2 separate regions of the Zea mays genome follow, and region 2 is linked to region 1. The links are chromatin contacts, called in public Hi-C maps. All regions are on one chromosome and are shown on one strand. The core of a region is the stretch at or near the end of the contact, and the rest is flanking DNA. Distances in the headings are between cores, read along the strand shown. Region 1 holds the start of LOC100381416 (Trihelix transcription factor GT-2). Region 2 holds the start of LOC103626103 (TATA-box-binding protein 1-like).

Region 1 (3,703 bases), core at 1,029-3,528:
AACAATGTCTGTGCTTTGCCGTTGCGGTGCTGGCGTTTGTGGCGTCGCCGGCATTGGCGACTTCTGCTGCTGCGGGGGCGGAGTCTGCGAAGCTGGTGGTTGCGGTGGCGGCGGGGCTGGCGACACGGAGGCAATGGGTGTGGGGTGCGGCTGAGGGGGCGGCGGCGGCTTCGGATGCGACGGCGGTGGCATGGCGTTGATGGTGGGCGCGGCAATGGATGGCATCGGGATGGTCTGCCCGGTGATCTTCTGTATGAAGGAGAGGACGGCAGCGTCGCGTGAGGCTGCCATAGAGCGCTCCTGCGCCAGGATCTCCTGCTCGCGCGCTAGGCGAGTCATCTCCTGCCGCCGCCACGCCTCCTCGCGGATCATGCGGTCCTGCTCACGCTTCTCGATGGCCTCCAAGAACCTCTGCTGCATCGCCTCCTGACGGTCCATCACATGCTTCATCAGGCCCTCGAAGAACCTCATCATCTTCCCGCTGCCGTCCGACACCCTCTTCCTCTTCCTGCGCTGATCGTCCGCGCCGCCGCCCACCAGCTCCTCCGTGCCCTCGTCGTCGGAGTCGTCCTCGTCCGTGTAGTCGTCCTCCGTGTTGGACGTCGAGATGCTCGGGTAGCCCACCGTCGTCGTCATCGGCATTCCCACGCCGGCCGACACCGCAGGCAGCGGCTCGGCAGGCACGCGCACGGCCGACGACGGCCGGGCTGCCCCGGACACCCCGCCGGAGATTGCCGGGCCCACCTGCGACGCCACCGACGCGGGAGCCGCTCCGGTGCCGTGCAGGGCCTCCAGCTGCGTGAAGAATCGGTACGTCTTGCCGTCGTTCCGGCCGGCGCGGCTCTCCTTTGTGCGCTTGTAGTACTTGTGCACGTTCTCGAACTTCTCCTTGCACTTCTTGGCGCTCCGGTTGTACCCTTTCTCAGCCAGCTTCCTGCCAACCACCGCATCGATCAACAATTTAGCAACAAAAACGAGAACCTTAATTGCCTTATCAATGGCGTATCGCCACCACCAACCACCACAAATTTCAACCGTACAAGCAACAACTGTAGTAGCCCTCACACTAAAGTTGCATGCATGTAGTAGAATTTTACTCGATTTGGGCACCCATGGAAAAAGATAAAGAAACTCATATACACAATTAAATACCAATTAAATACAACCATTTTAGTAAGCTAAACAACGCTCATCCCAAGAAGAATGCATAACAGAAGGGGAGGAAGAAACTGGGAATAAAAATTCCCATCTTTTTGCGAGAAATTCAGAGGCCAAAGAGATAAAGCTTGGGATTGATGCCATTGGATCTGAAGAATATTGCTGTCCGTGTCTACTACTCTACTGCTACGTACCTACTGTATTGGAGAGACGAAGAGCTTGGTAAAACACTAGAGCTGATTTTTTTTCCCGGAAAAGTAGCGAAGGAGAGAGCGATATCGAGCTATTTTAAAATGGAAAAGTCACTGTTCTCGTGAAGGATGGTTAAGAAAAAGTAAAAAGAAGTGTTCTTTAGCCGGGTAAGTAATAATTAATTAACTGGGCCTGCTAGCTAAGAAGCTAGCCAAATCGGCGCCAGGGGCCGGTCCCGAAGGCCGTCGAGATTTCATGCGGCATTCCACCGACGAGAATTCCGTTACGGCGGCGCGCCGGGACGACGGCGTGGCGAGTGATTCATGCCGCAATTCAGGTAGCTAGTTACGTACCTGGAGACCTGCTCCCAGAGGGGGGCCTTGAGGGTGGCGTCCCGGAAGGCGGTGTCCATGTCCGACCGGATCTTGAGCAGCTCCAGCGTCTCCTGCCGCGGCCACCGGTTGCCCGCCGAGCCGCCGCTGGCGCCATCCTCACCAGCTGCGGCGGCGGCCAGGCCCTCGGCGTCAAAGCCCACTGCGCCGGCGCCGGACGGGCCGAGCTCGTCATACTGCTGAGCCGGCGCCGGCGCCGGCGGCCGGCTGCTGATGGGCGACGGTGCCTCCGCCAGCGAGATCCGCTGCCCAGCGCCGCCGACCGGCGAGAATGGCAGCGGCATCTCCACCTGCTGTGCGCAGAACTGCTGCGCTGGGCCTCCACCGCTTGCTCCGCCGCCTCCCCCGTGCTGCTGCTGCTGCATGCTTACAGTACAGCTACTGCTCCCGCACACGCGCACTCGTGCACGTCGCCAGGTGTGTTACCACTGGGAAATGGAGGTCATGAAACGATCAGTACATGAGGGGCAGGTGAAAAAGATGGGAGGCAGAGAGGAGAGATAGACGGACCTCAGAGAGGGATAAGAGTGGAGAAGGGAAGGAGGCTAGAGAGGGGGGAAAGGGAAAGAAAGGGAGAAGAGGAAGTAGCCAGAGAAGAAGGGGATGAAGCACTAGTAGTACTACAGGCACGCTGGCAAAAAAATGTACTCTTTCAGCAGGAGGAAGATGAGGATGAAGAAGAGAGAGAAAAGAAATAAGATACCATCAATAAGCAGCCTTCAATAAATAATAGGGAGGATGGGGGAGAGAGAAAGATGAAGAGAATATGATATCTGTGATGAAGGTAAAGGAAGAAGATGGGGGATGTAGGGTGAAGGAGAGAGAAGATGAAATGTTGAGTACTGCGGCAGGGGAGAGAGATGGAGGTGTACAGAAAGATGATGAGTGGGATGATGTGGGAGATAAAACAAACAAGATGCTGCGCTGTCAGAGGGGCTTTACCTCTCTGCCTAATACAACTTGTTAGTAAAACCAAAATGACAGAGGGGAGAGGAGTGTGGGCAAAAAATGGTAGAGAGAGAAGCATGTGAAGCAGGATAGAAAGGGAAGGGAGGGAGTGCTGGAAACTGTTGTGGGATGAGTGAGAAAGGGGTGAGAGAGATGGAAGGAGGCTTGTAATGAAAGAGAGAGGGGGTACAAGTACCCTCTACAAAACTCAATCCCCATGAAGGAATATGTTGGATCCTGTGTTTATCTTAGTTATTTTGCTACATAATATCGTACTAGTCATTTGTTATGCATAAGGTAATTACCTGGGCTTCAAAATACAGTAAATTTTGGATGTGTGTTACCTTATGCAGCATGGAAACAATACGTAACATGCGGTAAATAAATAAATAAAAGTTTTTACATAGTTTCTAATAATATAAATACTAACTAGCCGCTCTCTGGTGGCAAATAGAGCAATCCACGGGCACAAAAAAATTACCTGGACCCAAGTTTAATTTGTAGACGAAAACCCATATTTGAGATAAATAACAGACAAAACTTAACAATAATACATACAAAACAAAATTAGTTAGAGTAGAAAGAAAACAAAATACGGAGAGACAGAAATAAAAGCAGTTGAGTGGATGAGGCGGCAGACAAGGCCACATTATAACAGCTGTAATGTGGGCCCCACAGGCGAGCGAAAGAGGTGCAGAACGTGCGCGGCGATTAACGCGGACCCGCAATCCCCACACACCCAAATCAACCAAACCAAAGCGACCGGCGGGAAGACGCCACTGGCTTGTGGGCCCAAGGCATTCACTGGGCCCATGAGTCATGTGCAAAGGGTGGGGTTCAGATGCGTGCCCAAGTGGAGCAGGGCAGTATAAAAATGGCCATGCATTGACATGCATGTTGAGGTTAATCCCCCACTTTCCAATTAATAAATGTTCATGTGGCCTTTTAAATGATTGTTAGGCATAAAAATCTGGCCGACTAATTAAGGGCCTGTTTGTTTATCCCCCATGGAT
Region 2 (3,635 bases), core at 91-2,590, 190 kb before region 1:
GCCCAGCGATTTTCAAGCAATGGGCCTCTGGCGGGACCATGTTGAGTGCACCGTGCTGTGGCCCAGGAGCCTGATTGCTGGTCCGTGTGTGTGTTGGGTGGCCGTGTAGAGGTCGAGTTGGCAGGTCCGTCATCTTTAGAGAGGGTAATGTGTCCTGATCTCCGATTTCCAGCCAAGAATTCTTCTATTCGAGGATGAAAATAGAGTAGTATTTTCTCCATGGGATGTAAACGGTAAAAACTCTCTCCTAACAATCAATGTCTTGTTTGGGTACATTAGTATTCATCTCTAATACACATGTGTTGATGTGGATTGAGTTAATACTAGAGGATGAATACTAGAGTATGCAAACAAAGCCTAGATGATGATGGGATGAGGAACCCGTTCCCGCGGGACCCGTTAAAATTATACGTGATGATGTTTTTATACAATAGTTAATAATAAAAATAAATAATTATCTTGTCAAGAGATCACTCGTTATACGGATGTGTTTATTTTGATCTACACATAATAATTTTTTACATCTGACAATGTGTATAAATGACAATATTTTATATTAATAATAAAATATATTTTAATTATAATTTAAACGGGAATAGGGATCTCTTATGAGAATTTATCACGCGAGAAATAGAAATGAGAAAGAAATGTCGTCCGCAACCGTTTAATTCCCCGTTTAGTCATGTTCGTCGTCCACGGACCACGGATGACGAGCTCCCCCCGGTGCTGCTGCTGCCTCACTGCCTGCTTCATCGCTGGCTGCTCGGGTGGTCGGCTCGCCGCCGGTTCTGCTCCGTCGGACTCGGACGCGATGACCGTGTGTATCCAGTCTCGCGTCTGCGTCACCAGTGATGATGGGTTTCTCTTCCTTTCGCTCGGCTCCTGTACGTGCTTTGCTTTCGTTGCACGATCTATACGCTGATCATATCCTAACGAACTGGATTTGTTGGATTGTTTGTGGTTGTGGACCGTGTGGACTAGGATATACATATCCTTGCTTTGCTTAATTCCATCTGCGCACTTGTTTAGCTTTGCGCATGTACACTCGTGGAAAGAATAAAATAATTTCGTAGATGTATTATGAAAAAGAATAAAAAAAGATGACAGTTGAACAAAAGTCAAAACCTACTTCGGCGGGCTGTCCAGTTTTCAGCGACCGAGCGAAAGCCAGCCGGTCTCGAACCCAACCCAGGTCGAGTCCATAAATCCAGGGCCCCACCCGCCCCGCCTTCTTCTTTTCTTCCTCGCACCAAAGTCGTTGGAATCCAAGCCCCCTTGCCCGTCCGTACTCGACCCAAAACCCTCTCGCCAAAATATAACCCGCGCTCATTCAAAACGAGAACAGTTTGCTTGCCGCCGTTAGGGTGTCCTCGCTGGTGCTGCGCAGCGGGAGCGGCGTCGGAGGAGAAGGACGATCCACGGCGTCGTCGGCGATGAACGGAGCGCATGAGTCCGGGGTCCCGTCCGGCATCGTCCCCAACCTGCAGTGAGTCCCGAGCCCCGATCGCAGATTGGTGTTCATTGTTTACAATGCACAAAAAATATGTTTGCCCTTTGGATTTTGGATGACATAACCTCATTTTAAACTCTTTTCTCGATGCCACAGTTTATGATTATGACCTAGAGGTCACACGGCTCGACGCCGACGCCGACGCCGTGACAGATAAGGCATCGGGTGGTGTGTTGGCGCCTAGCTTGGCACCACAAGACACAAAGAATTAATTTAAACGACTCACATCCAACATTACATTAATAAATTAATTATATATAATATCGCCAATTTAGCACAACTCCGGTTTCAAGATTTTTGGCGATGTTATATACAATTAATTTATTAATATAATGTTGTATATGAATTGTTCAAATTAATTCTTGGCGTCAAGGTCGACGCCACGACTTATGGCGCCGAACACAGCACTCGGTGTTCCACCTCGACGCTAAGTCACGACAACGAGCCGTGTTACTTTGGTGTCATGGTTTATGGTGTTGAAAAAATGTTCTAAAAATTAGATTACGTCGTGATGTAAATTTTTTACGAAAAAGGTCAAAATGCAAAAAAATCCGGTCTAGTCAACCAGTAGGAAATAGCAGCCGATATCTCCGTGGGGTAGGGGAATTACGCATGACCTGTTTGATCCTTAGCATGGTATGGGGGAGATTAAAGTGTGTTGAATTTGCATACAAATGAACTAGCATGCCATCATTGCTGATCTGGATGTAAAAGAGTTGCTGTTATTTTTCTTTTCCTTTTGATCTGAAGAGTTGCCGTTGCTTTTTTCTTGCTTGGATTTTCAGAAGGGTTGATAGGTGTTGCCTCTTTAGTTTGCTGCCCAGATTGAAACAATGCAGAGCCATAACCTGCCTCTTGTCTGATGTGTCAGGAACATTGTATCAACAGTCAACTTGGACTGCAAGGTCGATCTGCAACATGTCGCCAACAGTGCTCGTAACGCAGAGTACAACCCAAGGGTATGTATCATCATCAGTGCCGCTGCTGCCTTTTCATTTACCTTAGACTTTTTTTTTGTTGCATGGAACTATATATTACATTCGATAGCTGCAGTCTCACCGGCAGTGACCCTGATACTTACTTGACAGCGTTTTGGTGCGGCTATCATGAGGATAAGGGAGCCCAAGACAACGGCACTGATATTTGCTACAGGGAAGATGGTCTGCACCGGAGCAAAGAGCGAAGCCGATTCAAGGCTCGCTGCGCGTAAGGCATGGAAACTGCTTGTCATATTGTTTCGCCATGCATGGATGCCAATTTTGGATGCTTTTGCTGAATTTTGACGTGTGACTAATACGTATCTATCCTCCATTGCAGTTCGCGCGTATCGTCCAGAAGCTCGGTTTCCCAGCTCGGTTCAAGGTAATGCTTTTGTCACTCTGATCGATCGGATTCCTGCTGGTCTCTCACATTGACTCAATGGGTTCTTCTGACATATGCAGGATTTCAAGGTCCAAAATATAGTTGGGTCATGTGACCTCAAGTTTCCTATTCGTCTGGAGGGCCTCGCTTTGGCCAGTGGCTTGTCTGCCACTGTAAGTTTATAGCAGCTCTTTCTTTAGTTGTAAACGTGTTTGTTGTGTCGTTGTTGATCCCCATTGACTCATTAGCCTGTTGCTCTCTTGGTGTTTGACAGTATGAACCAGAGATCTTCCCTGGGCTGGTCTACCGTATGGTGGACCCTAAGGTCGTGATCCTCGTCTTCGTCTCCGGGAAGATTGTCCTCACAGGAGCGAAGGTGCAGGAAGAGATATGCGCGGCCTTCGAGAAGATACACCCGATGCTTGTGCAGTTCAGGAAACGGTCGTAGTCACTAGTCAGGGACGGTTAGAGGTGGGGCGGGCGACTCTCGAGCCCCCTACCGCTCCGAGGATATAGAATCCCACTAGAGTTACTTCTAAAATATAAAATGTATGTATTATTATTTTATTATGTGCAGACTGTAGAGATGTAGGCCGTTCAGTCATTGATCAATGATGAAAGTTCCAAGTTCAGGTATGTCAGAATAATCCTTGAGCACACTTGTTCAGTCTTCAGTCAGTCAGTCTGTCCAGTTTCAGTCAGTGTGTTTGTCCAGTTTCAGTCTGTCATAGGCGTTTGGCCGCTCATTTTAGCCTGTGTGTCG

The links. A called contact is a pair of places that touch in the nucleus more often than the background predicts.
Region 2: a contact with region 1 is called in a Hi-C map of seedling, with 6 times the contacts expected there. The contact joins the promoter of LOC103626103 here to the promoter of LOC100381416 in region 1. A contact is called at or near these places in 3 of 25 Hi-C or Micro-C datasets (leaf and seedling).

Annotation. Positions count from the first base shown.
Region 1 is chr5:23,051,445-23,055,147 of Zm-B73-REFERENCE-NAM-5.0, reverse strand. LOC100381416 (Trihelix transcription factor GT-2) reads right to left here and starts at 2,278. Exons shown (of 4, transcript NM_001174257.1): 1 at 2,253-2,278; 2 at 1,704-2,170; 3 at 1-934. The coding sequence starts at 2,107.
Region 2 is chr5:23,241,254-23,244,888 of Zm-B73-REFERENCE-NAM-5.0, reverse strand. It overlaps LOC103626103 (TATA-box-binding protein 1-like), which reads left to right and starts at 1,340. Exons shown (of 6, transcript XM_008646477.3): 1 at 1,340-1,486; 2 at 2,382-2,469; 3 at 2,599-2,721; 4 at 2,828-2,872; 5 at 2,953-3,045; 6 at 3,147-3,635. The coding sequence starts at 1,434. The coding sequence ends at 3,320.